3 separate regions of the Zea mays genome follow, and all the other regions are linked to region 2. Evidence: chromatin contacts called from public Hi-C data. All regions are on one chromosome and are shown on one strand. The core of a region is the stretch at or near the end of the contact, and the rest is flanking DNA. Distances in the headings are between cores, read along the strand shown. Region 1 holds the start of LOC103650692 (dehydration-responsive element-binding protein 1F). Region 2 holds the start of LOC100283214 (eukaryotic translation initiation factor 4E-1). Region 3 holds the start of LOC100285818 (Chloroplast outer envelope 24 kD protein).

Region 1 (4,590 bases), core at 251-2,750, 260 kb after region 2:
AATTGTGAAGGAGTATTTGGATCGTGATCAATTACACTCGTACTCACGTTATAAGCCTCCACATCGTAGCTCTATTGCTCGACCACCATAAACATCATAAATATGATTGTATATTGTCGTAACGCACGCATTCTACTAGTTTTCTTTAAAATAAAATAAGGTAGCCTGATTTTGCAATGGGAAGCACTATAGATGGCCAAACGGGCCGGCACGGCCCGCCAGGTCCGGCTAGCGAAGCGTGTCGTGTCAGATGGGCCGGCGTGCCGCTGCCGCGGCCCAGGCACGGTCCGTTAGCCTGCTAGTCGTGCCGGGCCGGCCCGGTGATACTATGGTCCATCTGAGTATATTGTAGAATTTAGCAAAAAATATGTAGTTGTGGGGGCTCAAAGTAACAACCTAGTGCATAAGAGACTTAAACGCATCCATCTAACCAGTGTAGGTGCAGTTTTATTGTGTTATATGTTAAATTCTTATACTTAATATATGTAAACTATTATTTTTAAAATAAAAAATGTAACCGTGTCGTGCCTGTGCCAGCACTACAGGTCGAGATAGTGGCTCAGGCACGGCACTATAGCCGTGTCGTGCCAGGCACTGGCACTATACTAATCGGACCGGATCGTGCCTGAACCGTGCTTTTTCGTGCCGTGCCTGGGCTGGCCCATCGTGTTACTGTCAAATGGCCATCTATAGGAAGCACACGTTTATTTGGGTGGCAAAAACATCCGTACAATTTGTGTGGAATTATATGATTGTCATCACATCATCCGTCCAGCGTCCAGAGCGTGCAGTCGACGTGGCTATGGTCGTCGTCGTCGTCAAGGGCGCCCCAGTCGAGGCCCCGGCCCATGGCTGGTGGCGTGAGCAGCATCCCCCAGGCCATGTCGTGGATGAGCCCTGGCATGTCAAAGATGGAATCCTCGTCCAGGAAGCCGTCGCAGCAGGTCGGCGTGGTACCTGCTCCTCGGGTTCCTGTACTGGTCGTCCAGCAGCAGGTAGAAGAAGCCTCCGGCGGCGGCAGTGAGAGCGGCGGTGGCGGGGCAGCGATCGTCCGGCGGCCGTGGTGCAGCAGCAGGCCGGAGGCGGAAGAGGAAGAAGGAGACGGGCGGTAGAGCTCGGCGGCCTGCGCGGCGGCGCGTCGTATGTCGTCGGGCGCGGCGGTGCGCGCGCGCGGGAGCGCGTGGGCAGAGTCCGGGAAGTTGAGGTCGGCGGCGGTGGCGCCGCGGAGCGCGATGGCGGCGACGTCGTGCGCGCGCGCGGCCATCTCCGGGGTCGGGTAGGTGCCGAGCCAGATGCGCGCCTGCGCCTGCGGCTCCCGCACCTCGCACACCCAGCGGGTGCCACCGGCGCGCGCGCGCACGCCGCGGTACACCGGGTGCCGCGTCTCCCGGAACTTCTTGCGGCCCGCACGCCGCTTCGGGGGCAGGCGGAGATGATCGGCGGGGGACGGCGGCGGAGAGAACGAGGAGGACGATGCGTACGAGGAGTCGTCGGCGTCCATGGCCCGGTCGGCGGCAAGTGACTGGGTCTCTTGAGAGAGCAAGGCGGGGATATAAGTGAGGTTTATGTGTATGTTCGATGAGGACCCGTCGACTTGGCCATCGAAGCGAACACGACGGACTTGAGGTTGTGGGTCTGGGTGATGGGTGTGAACCGAGGAGAGCGGCTGGGCAGGCACGGGTACCCGCTACGCATTTTTACTCACGTGGGGAGCGTGCGAATTCTGTAAATGGAACACGTGCGCGCCTGCGTCCACTTTTCTCGCCGTTAGGCTATCTCGAGCAACGTTCTCTATATCCATTTTTTTACAGTTTTTTCTAAAAGATTTCATCCTCTATATCTCATTCCTCTCCAACAACATCCTCTAAATCACGTCCTCTATACGTAAATACCTATATTAGAGATATTTTTATTTTTAATTTTTGTACATACGCATTTGTCATACTATCAAATGTATTTTACATATTTTAGTTTTATTAAACCGGTTATTTAAAGTATTCAAATGGATAGAGGATCGTTTAGAGAAACTCTATATATAGAAAATCCAGCAGCGTCCTATAAATTTAGAGGATCGTTTAAAGGACGCTGCTGTAGAGCGTAGTGGACCATTTGATCCTCTATATTTAAGGTACAAGAGCTTTTAGAGTATCTTGTTGGAGCCAATCTTACTGAGGAGAGGAGATGCAGGCTTCAGCCTGTTGGGTGTGCGGCGTCGAAGGACTAAGGCCGACTCCAGTTTATCTAAAGTTTATCTATAACTACCGTTTTGCACTATAAACTACAATGTTCGTATAGTGGAGTTTGAATATGAGTAAGGATATAGGTAAACTGTTGAAGAAAGTCTAAGTCACGACGCCCAAATCGGCTGTCAGTCCGTCACAACTCTGGTGTGGTGCGACATGACGAAGCCCCTTAATATTTGTAATTTTATAAGTAATGTGCTGCCTTATCAGTTGTGACTAAAGCTCACTAGAGCTAATAGTTAGCTGTTAATATTGAACAGAGATATGTAAACAAACCTAACTAATAGTTTATATATTAGCTACTTTTAGTTAGAGACCTTCAAACATCCATACATAATAGTCTAGTTAACTATTAGCTAAACCCTAACCACCATTAGTTATTAGGTGGTTCAATCTAGCTAAAAAGTAGCTAATAGTCAGCCGACTATTTGTTAGTCAGCTAACTATTAGCTCTAGTAAATTCAAATGGAGTCTAAGCTCTTAGTTGTGCTATGGTTGTATTTTATCAATAATTATAACTAAATTTGGCAAGTGTTTATTAATTGAGCGTCTAGATTCCATGTGATTCATGTGATAAAGCATGCCAATTAGGCCCCGTTTGACTCCTCTTACAAAAGTTTAGCACTACATTTTTTTGGTAAAGTTTAGCTACTAAAGAAACAACAGAATTCCTATAAGTGGTGTACCAAAATTTAGCATTCATTAGCATTACCAAAGATGCTAAACTATATTAAAAATAGTCCCCTAGAACCATTTCTCACTCCCCCTCCCCACCAAATTCTTCTCTCTCTCTCTCCTCCCACAACTGACCGCTAGCTTCTGCTGTCACGCAGGTGACGCTAGCTTCCACATTAATTAGGGATAATATGTTAAACACTTGCATCAAACATGTCTCAAGTTCTAAAGTTTAACCAAAGTTTAAGCCCATTTTAGAAACCACAGTTTTTAAAATACTATAATATACTTTAGTCATTACAATACCACAGTTTGAAATAATACAGTTTTTACTTTAGTAATTACAATACCACAGTTTGAAATAATACAGTTTTACAAACTGTGGTCAATACAGTTTTGCAAACTAAGGTCCAGACCTAAGTTTAGAATAGCTTAAAATAACTACAGTATTTGCAATACTTCGGTTTTGAAAATAGAGATTTTAGCAATCTTAAACACCTCCTTAGCATATGCTAAACTTTAGCAGTATAGAAAGATGGACCATTGTTCAAGTATCTATCCACTTCCACACTACGTTTCTGTGGCTTCTAGACCCGTCGTACGTGTGGTACAATACTTTTGATAAGCAGTTCTTTGGTGCCTGCTTCTTCCGCTGCTAAAAGGCATGGAGGTAGTCCCCCCGTCGACGTGCCAGGAATTCGGGATTGGGAAAGCATGTCGCTGTCAGGCTGGCACGCTTTTTTGGGTGGGACGAGACGACCATGTCCACGTCAACGTCCCCGTCCCACTTCTCGCCGGTTCTGCTGTGAAAAAGTTACCATCAGCTGCGGTCTTGGGGCAGCAGCGATGGCCATGGCCTCAGGCTCTTCTGCTTCAGGCGCTGCACTCGCTTCCGGTGGCCTCGCCCTTGCCTGTGCTGCTCCCACTCGTGCGCACCTCGCAGCACCCGGTTGCCGCAGGCCTGTACATCCGCATGCATGCTTTTCTTATGTCTGCTTTTCCTTCCTATGCAGACAGTACAGCTCTCAGAAAGAAGGAAAAAAAACTAGACTCACCTCGCACACATATTGCGTCCACAGCTCTCTTGAAGAGGGGTCACTTGCGCTTGTGCTTGGCAAAACAGTGGAATTGTCCGACAAAAACCTTCTTACGACATCCACACATGGTTTGACAACTTTCTTTTGCCATGAGTCGTCAGTGGCACCTATCAAAATATGAGAGGGAGATTATGAGTTGCTACAGAGAAGGCATACGCATCTGACAGGGTACCAATGGACTTACAGAAGAATGCTTCGGTTGCGTCAACACGATGCAAGTTCCACCCAAAATCTTTACTCAGCCGATGCAATCTCCGTCTCTTTTATTTAATGGAGAAAAAAAAAGAAACGCTAAGAAGTCTACATTGAGCCAAGTATCCGTGTGTTCAGTCGCACAGTATTCTAAAACAACACAACAACATAAAAAAATACACAGGATACTAAGTGCTTACTTGACGTCGAACTAGTCTACGAGTGTTTGCCTTCAGCTGGGAAACAGCTTCGTCCAACAAGCTCTTAAGCTGATCGTCATGCATACCTAACAGGCTTGCACAGGAACCCTCACCAGATTCTTTTCTGGGTAAATATGCTCTGAAAAACTCGTCAAACTCACGAACCCCAATAGCCTGCCGCAG
Region 2 (4,236 bases), core at 1,522-4,021:
AGTGAGAGTAGGCACGCCTTATGAGAGGAGGGGTGGCTTAAGCAATGAGCACTGGTACTCACATGAACAATGAATCCAATGGAGTCCTTGTAATCCAGAAATTCCTTCCACTGCTTCCCGATGCTTATCTGAAAGGAAGGGGGGACATGTTCAGAACCTTATGTCAAGCATGTCAGGAGGATGCTGGCATCCAAATGAACTTACATAAGCCCCCCCCCCCCCCCCCCCCCCCCCCCCCCCCCCCCCCCAAAAAAAATACTGTAAAGCATGGTATCAAAAAAACAATTCTCAACATAGCACCATGGAAATGGCCAACTACCAGCCGGATCCCCAACCAACACCCCCCTTCTGTTTTCCTCGTTATTCTTTCGTATATCAGGGTTACATCGATAACACAGCACGCTTATATGGAATAATAACTCAAACCTGACAATTTGCATGTATGATAATATTGGAATTGTATCAGGGAAAAAGTATATTATTTGTAAACATGGAAAATATATAGGTTGTTGTACAAGTATTCATCGTGAAACCGAAAACTATCATAAAAGTGTGATGATTGCATAGGAGAAAGGAAACAAGCTGTTTTTAAAAGCAACTTAGAAAGAGATGCGACTGCAGGCTGCAGCACCCATACGACCGTACCTGAGCAGCTTCATTAGCAGCATTTTTTGTCCAGATAGCTATTCTTTCCTGCTTGCTACGCACGCTGACTACTGCTCCACAAATTTCATCACCATAGTCGAATTGTTCGCCGATCATAGCCAACAGCTACAAGAAACAGTGTGTAAGGGTGGAGGACTGGAGGCTATAATAAGGACAGATGTCAAGAACAAAACTCCCTTTTCTGATAAAATAAAACTGCTTACGGTGTGCAGCCACAGCGTGTCAGATTTTCCTCTTCCACAGCTGATGGTCCATTTACCGCCATTAGCACAAATAGGGTCTTCCCATTTTGGCTCAATCTTGTTCTTGAAGCAATGGAAGTCAGCTCCACCGATCAACTTGCTAGGGTGATGGATATTATTGTAGAGGCTGCGAAATCACAGATCCATTAGATGGAATATATTTATAGACGAAAGCCAAAGTTGGACGGGGACACAAAAGGACCAAACCAAAGATAGATCAGCACATGTCTGACACGGGATTAGACCAAGAGCACTTATCACAAGGAAGAGAGGAAGGGTTATTAAATATCAGACCTTCCAACTTTCGATCACGCACCACAACCGTTAAGAAACTCGACAGGAAGTCAAGCAAGAGAGCCAATAACCTATGAAGCTCAGTTCATCAGATCAAATCGAATCTCGGGTTCTGAATATAAAAAAATATACATTACAGATTTTGCGTCATGACAGAGATTGAATTTTCTCATATAAACTAGATCCATGAGGCGGGTGTCACTTTGACTTAATACCAACTGTAGCTGTAGACAGGGGCGAATCTAGGGCTAGGGTTGAAGCCCCAGTCGCAGCCCAATAGCACCTATACTATACCATCATTTTAGCCCACAAAGTCCAACTAAAATAGGTCACAACCTCCTTCCTGGCCGCGCCATTCAGCACCTGCGTCCGGCCTCCGTCCACGCCGCTAGTACCAGCGCGGCAGCGCGGGCATCCACAGCAGCTAGCAGTGTGGATGGCCGACACACCTAAAGCAGCTACAGCAGCTAGCAGCGCACAGGTGCTCAGCGACCAATGCAAGGCACAAGCTGCAGGCAGGCTGCTGCAGCACGCCAAGCCTGCAGCACACCGCTGGCTGCCCCTAAGACGTCCGCCGCATACGCTGGCGTCTCCGTCAAGTGTGCCTTATAGCCCCTCTTTTGATCCATTCCTGGATCCACCACTGACTGTAGACTTGTCAAGGCGTGTGTTTGAGTATGAACAAGGACTAGCAGGTAGGTCTGGAGATGTTTGAGAATGGAAACATACCATGCTTACCCAATAAAGATTTCATACAGTATGTGCATGAATCAAACCGAAAGAGGTGTAAGATTGATCGACAGCTGCTTCTAAAAAGGCAAATGAGAAGGCTAATATCTATGATATAGCAGGGGCAAAAACATGTAAAAAGTGCAGAGACAGCTCGCAACATCAGAACAACAGGTTTGCGTGGTTTCGGGGATAAATCTCTAAATGGCTAGAATAACTAGGTGAGCAAAAAACATGTGAAAATGAATATCTGCTTCGGATAGGCGCCTTGCAAATGAAGCTAAGACAGTAACTATGCTCTCAGAATTGATCTTTCCCGCTGTATAAACAAGTGTTAGAAGCTGAATGAGAGTGCTATGGATTAGGCATAGTCAGAAACTAATGCGTTAATTAATCTAGAGATCCAAGATCCGTAAACCATGGCAGATTTGGCTCGTATATTGTGAATCTGGACTTGTACCAGTAGTTGTGAGAGTGTGAGAGGAGGGAAAGGAGGTTAAGAGGTGTGCATGTGTCAGAGAGAGATAGTCGGACGCACCCCCAGAAGTCCTCTACGGTGGAGAAGGTGTGGATGGGTCGGATGGAGCTCCCCCAGGCGGCCATCTTGTTCTTGCCGTGCGGGTTGTCGAACCAGAAGGTCCACGAGTGCTCGAGCGGGTGCGCGGCGGGGAGGGCGGGCGAGGGGGCGTCGGCGGCGATCTCGCCCTCCTCCCGGTCGTCGTCCTCGGTAGCGTGCGCAGGACGGCCGCGGGAGCCCGCGGAGGCCGGCCTCGTGTCAATCTCGTCGGCCATGGCAGCGGCGGCGGATGGGGATGGGTGCGGCGAGTCGTGTCCAAGGAGGTTTGGCCGTTTGGGGCTCGGGGCTGGCTGTCTGGTTTTTATTTTTTCCTTTTTCTTTTTTTTAACGGCTGACAGTCTGCGGGTCTGCGGTCTTTTTTTAAGCTAAACATGGTTCCATTGATCACTTGTATTATACACAGTTGTTGTTCTTCCAACTTCTGTGACTACTACGATTTTGTGGTCGTCGAAATAGTGGCGCAGTTTTCGAGTACTGAGGAGCACCACGTACAACAACTTCTAGACCTGTGGGTATCTGATCTTGAGGGCCCGATGACTTCACTGATGAAAGATATTGGATGTTGAACCGGAGGTGCGTGTCCTTCCTCCTTCCGCTCAACTACCAACATGGTGCTTACCACGTGAGTCTTGTATGAGATATACAGTAGCAGATTCTGGACCGGCTGGTCGCTGGTGGTCCGGTTAAGCGGCTTGAGGACGGGTGGGTTGTTAGGAACTTTTTGAGATCCTCGAATGCTCCTTGGGTATCAGGAGTCCACTAGAACCTGTCCACCTTTTGAGCAGCTTGTACAATAGCATGCCTCTTTCGTCGAGCCATGAAATAAAATGACTCAGCGCTGCCATGCATCCAGTAAGCTTCTGGACCTTTTGCGATCGTGATGGCTCCATCCGCAGTATGGATTCAATCTTCTTAGGGTTGGCTTCAATCCCCCGATAGCTGATGATGAAACCAAGTATCGAACACACACTTGTTGGGGTTAAGCTTTCAACGGTAGCGCCTCAGGCTATTGAAAAACTTGTTGGATGTCGTCAATGAAGTTTTCTGGATCCTTTGTCTTGATTACAACATCATCGACATAGGCTTCCACACGTTTGCCCCAGTGGTCGGCTAAGTATGTTTGGATGGCCCGCTGGTAGGTCGCCCTAGCATTCTCTAAGCCGAACGACATGGAGGTGTAACAAAACACCCTGAAGGGTGTGATGAACGACGTCTTCTCCTGAATCCTCCTCTTGATTCTCCTCCACTAGACCCATCTGGTGGTATCCCGAGTAACAGTCCAGGAAGGAGAGCATGGAACACCCCGCGGTAGAGTTGACTACTTGGTCTATTCTAGGGAGCCCGAAGGGATCCTTCGGATAGTGTTTGTTGAGATCAGTATAGTCGACGCACATGCGCCAATAAACTTTATTCCTTTTGAGTACAAGAACAAAATTCACAAGCCACTCAAGATCCGTCACTTCTCTATTGAAGCTAGCAGCTACTAGGCGAGCTAACTCGGCTCGTATGGCTTTTCTCTTATCAGGTGTAAAGCGGCAGCTTCTGTCGGATATGTTTTGCTTGCAGGTACACCTTCAGTTTGTGCTCAGTCAGTTCCTTGGGAACTCCGGGCATGTCTGTGAGATGCCATGCAGACACGTCTCGGTTGTCCTGCAGGAACCGGATGAGCATGTCTTCCTATTTGCCGGTGAGGCTGGAGCTAATGGTCGTCGTCTTGCGTGCGTCAAG
Region 3 (4,386 bases), core at 141-2,640, 180 kb after region 2:
AAAGGGTTGAAAGAGACCCGGTCTTTGTGACCACCTCAACAGGGAGTAGGTTTGCAAGAACCGAACCTCGGTAAAACAAATCATTGTGTCATCCGCTTTCATTTGCTTGTGATTTGTTTTCACCCTCTCTTTCGGACTCGACTTTATTTCTAACACTAACCCCGGCTTGTAGTTGTGCTTAAAGTTCATAAATTTCAGATTTGTCTATTCACCCCCCTCTAGGCGACTTTCAGTTTCCTGGCCCCCTAAGTTGTGACACTAATGGCCAGATGCCTACTGAATCTGAATGTAAGTTGGAATCCAAAGACGTCTCTCAAGGATCTGCTAGAGACAACATTGATGTATCATCACAAGACATACAAAGAAGTTGTGAAGAGGCAAATGTTGCAGGCTTCAGCAACGAATTAATCCCATGTTCCCTGCCTCGAACCTTAAGGTGGCGGTGGTTGGGGTGGCGAGACAGTTCTCGTCTAGAGCCCTAATCGTAGATGTATTGGAAGTCAGAATACATATGTAATCGTTTTGAGGCCCTAGATGTCCATGCTGCTGCCAAGGAATGTTAATATTCGTATGTGATATGTGTGGGTTGGGTTGTTGGTTGCTCCTGTTGTGTCAAGTCATTTCATTGGCGAGAGCTGCTCTTTTTCGTTGAGTATACTTGCTACTACTAGATGATGATTGTTCACTTTTGTTAGTTCATATATTCCGGCATTTACTACATGGCATTGATGCTGCCAAACACCACATGTATGTGGAAGTCTTTGGGGGTGGTGGTGGTGTGGGTGTTGTTGAAGAATAATGTTCACCTTACTGTGAACTTGTTTGGTGGAGCTCTCACGGTAGCTATTGGAATAAATTTAGTCTAGGAATAGTTTTGCTAAACTGTATTTTAAGGAGAGAGCATTTTTTATCCTTCAACTTCTACTGCTATATGATGACTGTTCACTTTTGTTGGTTGTACGTGGCACCACATTAGCTAAGACTAAGGTCATGTTTGGGATATCTCTAGCTCTAGAAAATTTTGGTGGAGTTGGTGGAGCATGTCATTAGGTGCTCCAAAAAATCATGGAGCTGGAGCTGTAATCAAGAATACATTTAGATAAGCCATTTTATTTATTATTTAGATAAAAATATTCTTAAGACTATTTAAATTGATATTATAAACTATAGATCCACAGTGTAGCTGAACCTAGAGCCATCCCAAACAACTCAAAATATCAGATGTCTTACTTGACGCGACATCATCTAAGAGTGTGAATAATTTAGGACTTTAAATCAGGGTATGGTTTTTCTTCTTCGAAATAATTTGTTCATTCTTTTTTATTTGTTACATTTTAGTTTAAAAATAAACTAGCTCACGATAAGTATTAAGAACAGAGGTGGTATTAAAAAAAGAATGAAAGCTAAACTATTTCTTAAAAAAAAGAATGATGGGTAGGAGAAAAGAAAAGAGAAGAGAAGAGAAAAAGACGCTGCCTTGCTAACGAGGTGAGAGAGTGTTGGGGCCGCCGCTCTTGGGTGATAGAGGAAGAGGATACAGCAAGCGGGGGTTGCGAGGAGGCAGCGGACGCTATGGGCAACGCCGGGAGTGCGCCGGACCAGCCCAAGAACTCGGCGGATGGGGCCGGCGCTGCCGACGCGGAGTCTCGCCGCGGGCCGCCGTCTACGGTGCGTTTCTTCCCCGATGCGGAGCGCCACAAGGCACGGCAGCCGCCGCCAATAAAGCTCGAGGAGGAGGAGGGCGTCCCGCCGCCGCCCGCCACCGAGGAGGAGATGGCCCCGCGCAACCTCTGGCAGGTACGCCTCCGTTCCAAGTTGGACCGTAGACTAGATTAGGTTAAGCCACCCCTAATCCCTTGTTGCGGTAGCGATTGCCCGGTTTCCTAGTGAATCACTGTTTGTGGATGTTACTATTGCAGTGGGCATTCTTCTCGCTCCTGCCATCAGACCGAGATGGAATTGGGTGCAGTATGGCTGTCCACAACATTGGCCATATTTGCTTGATTGGAGTTATGGTTTCTTGTACTGTTATATCTGTTGGGGATTAGCCTGCTCCTCATTCCTCAGCACATAAATTAGTTTGTTTCAGAACCACATCTCCTAGAAACCATGTGACCGATATACTATGCAATAGACTGTCCGGATGCAAAAATTGCTGACTGATTGAGTTGCAAGTTAACACCTACACAATATGCCGTTGTAGGTTGTGCAGTGTATATTACGCTGCAAACGTTGTCCGCTGTCAAAGTAGAAACGTGCATCATCTAGATTCAGAATCACTTGTAGGACAGGTACGCTTTCATTGTTAGTTTTGGCAGGGTGGTAAGATCAACAAGGTCGGTTGCATGTCTTCAAGGCCCTCTCATTTGCTATCTATGTTCTACAGATGTTATCCAACACTAACAAGATTTAAGCGCTTTATATGCTGCATATCGTATTACTGTTATTAGCCTTTTTTTTGTAAACAAACTGTGGAGTTTAGCTCCCCAGCACTTTATTAGAAAACCCAGACAAAGTTATGAGCCTATTATTATTGTGCACCTGGTACAAACCATTGAGATATAGTATGTTACCCCATAAGAGAAAGTCTACCTTTGTTTCCTGGGGTTATTTCATTATGCCAAATATTTGCTTGTATTTTGCTTTCTCTCTAACTATTCTTGTACTATATGATATATTGTGGACTTGTGGAAATATGACACTTCCTTTGCTCAGGTGTATGCGCTTGGGGCGTTCATTGTGTTGAGATGGGCGTGGGCTAAGAGGAAGGAGAACCAGGACAGAAAGGACTCACCTGATGCTGGGGATGGGAATGCACCGGACAGATCGACTTAATCTCCGGTTGCTGCTGCGTGGACTAGGCTACCCGCGAAGATGAATGCCGTTTCGTGATAAGCCAACGATGATGGATCATTCTAGCTAATGCATCATATAATGGTCATCGATGTTGCTGTGGATTTATGTATTTTCCTGACAATTTGCAAGTTACATTCTCCCCCTTTTTCACTCTAGTGGGATCCTTTTTATCTGAGGTGTGGCACCTGCCTGTTCACTCTACTGATAAACAATGTCTGTCAATGAACATGCGTGGAAGAGAACCATCAGGTGGCTAATTTTTGGCAGGCATCTGGTTAATTTCACCGGTGAATTCAGAAAAACAGTTGGGTTAAATTGGTTACTAAGAATTTTGCTTTTTGGCAAAATATTAACCAAGTTTGCTGCTAAAAATCTCGAAGCCGACTAAAACCGGTCAGTTACCTGCAACACATATTTTTCTAGGAGAAAATGTCACTGCACATTTGCATATGAAGCCACTCAATCAAAATAAATGGCATCGAGAGGAACAAATGAAAAGGAAAAACGTAAAAAATTGCTTCGATTTTTTAAAAGTAAAATTTAAAAAACTGAAAGGAGGAAAGAATAAAAACTTTAAAGAATTCAAAATTTTAAAACAAAAAACGAAAAGTTTATAAGAGGAATTTAAAAATTAGAGGTAAAACAAAAACTTAAAAACTAAATATAAGAAATTTTGAAAAAAATGCTGGCTGTGGGGTTCGAACCCACGCGCAGTTCAACTGCAGAAGATCTTAAGTCTTCCCCCTTAACCACTCGGGCAAACCAGCTGATTTAATATTGGTACCTTTGTAGTATAATATATATCAAATTTGTTATTATTTATTTATATCCATTCATTCAGACTTCAGACCAGAGTGAAACGTTGAGAACCTGAACCATTGGAGTAAAGATTTTACTGGCTTAGTGCAGCAAACCCTACATGACTGATGTCAGTTACCTAGAGTGCTGGCACAAGGATGGAAGTAGTAGTGTGTGTGGTGTACCTGTCAGTTGATCTAATTAATTTGCCGATGACTAACCAAGGTGAATGTGACATGACTACTAATTAAACACCTCCTCAGCACTCCAATATCAGGAATGGCCAAGAATCAGAAAAAAAACCGAAAGAAATGATGTGTGTGCGAGTTGGGAACCGAGCAACACAAAGTCGAGCTTCAGCTTCCGAAGGCACGAGGGCAACGCAGATTCCCTTTAAATATAAACGACCAGATAATCCCGTAAATAGGTATCTCCTATTTTGTTTCGAAGACGTGTCTTCACAAATTTCATAGCTGAAAAGGCTCTCTCTGTGGTCGCAGTTGACACAGAGAGAGTCAAGAGTAATCTCAATAATTTATCTACCATCGGATAAAAAGAATCTTTACCCACCCAGCTTAACTAATCCACTTGTTAAATCAACCAAAGATGATAAACCATTTAGTTCTGTATGGTTGCAAACATCAAGTTGAAAATGTGGCAATTGGCACTCTAATTGCATTCTTTCTTGATTTGAGAAATCTGCAGGATAATACTTTTCCACTAGAGAGCATA

Evidence for each region. Hi-C and Micro-C count contacts between places; a contact is called where the count stands out from the background.
Region 1: a Hi-C map of ear shows a contact between it and region 2, with 2.9 times the contacts expected there. The contact joins the promoter of LOC103650692 here to the promoter of LOC100283214 in region 2. A contact is called at or near these places in 4 of 25 Hi-C or Micro-C datasets (ear, leaf and tassel).
Region 3: a Hi-C map of ear shows a contact between it and region 2, with 2.4 times the contacts expected there. The contact joins the promoter of LOC100285818 here to the promoter of LOC100283214 in region 2. A contact is called at or near these places in 5 of 25 Hi-C or Micro-C datasets (ear, leaf, tassel and 1 more).

What each region holds. Positions count from the first base shown.
Region 1 is chr3:147,365,240-147,369,829 of Zm-B73-REFERENCE-NAM-5.0, forward strand. It overlaps LOC103650692 (dehydration-responsive element-binding protein 1F), which reads right to left and starts at 1,501. Exons shown (of 1, transcript XM_008676258.2): 1 at 689-1,501. The coding sequence starts at 1,501. The coding sequence ends at 764. It overlaps LOC100158231 (isopentenyl transferase IPT1), which reads right to left. Exons shown (of 10, transcript NM_001127724.2): 7 at 4,408-4,590; 8 at 4,200-4,275; 9 at 3,974-4,122; 10 at 3,402-3,879. The coding sequence ends at 3,739.
Region 2 is chr3:147,108,480-147,112,715 of Zm-B73-REFERENCE-NAM-5.0, forward strand. LOC100283214 (eukaryotic translation initiation factor 4E-1) reads right to left here and starts at 2,772. Exons shown (of 5, transcript NM_001366957.1): 1 at 2,470-2,772; 2 at 870-1,035; 3 at 646-771; 4 at 63-128. The coding sequence starts at 2,723.
Region 3 is chr3:147,293,753-147,298,138 of Zm-B73-REFERENCE-NAM-5.0, forward strand. It overlaps LOC100285818 (Chloroplast outer envelope 24 kD protein), which reads left to right and starts at 1,391. Exons shown (of 2, transcript XM_008676257.3): 1 at 1,391-1,797; 2 at 2,716-3,140. The coding sequence starts at 1,573. The coding sequence ends at 2,835. It overlaps TRNAL-UAA (transfer RNA leucine (anticodon UAA)), which reads right to left and starts at 3,623; the gene lies at 3,540-3,623.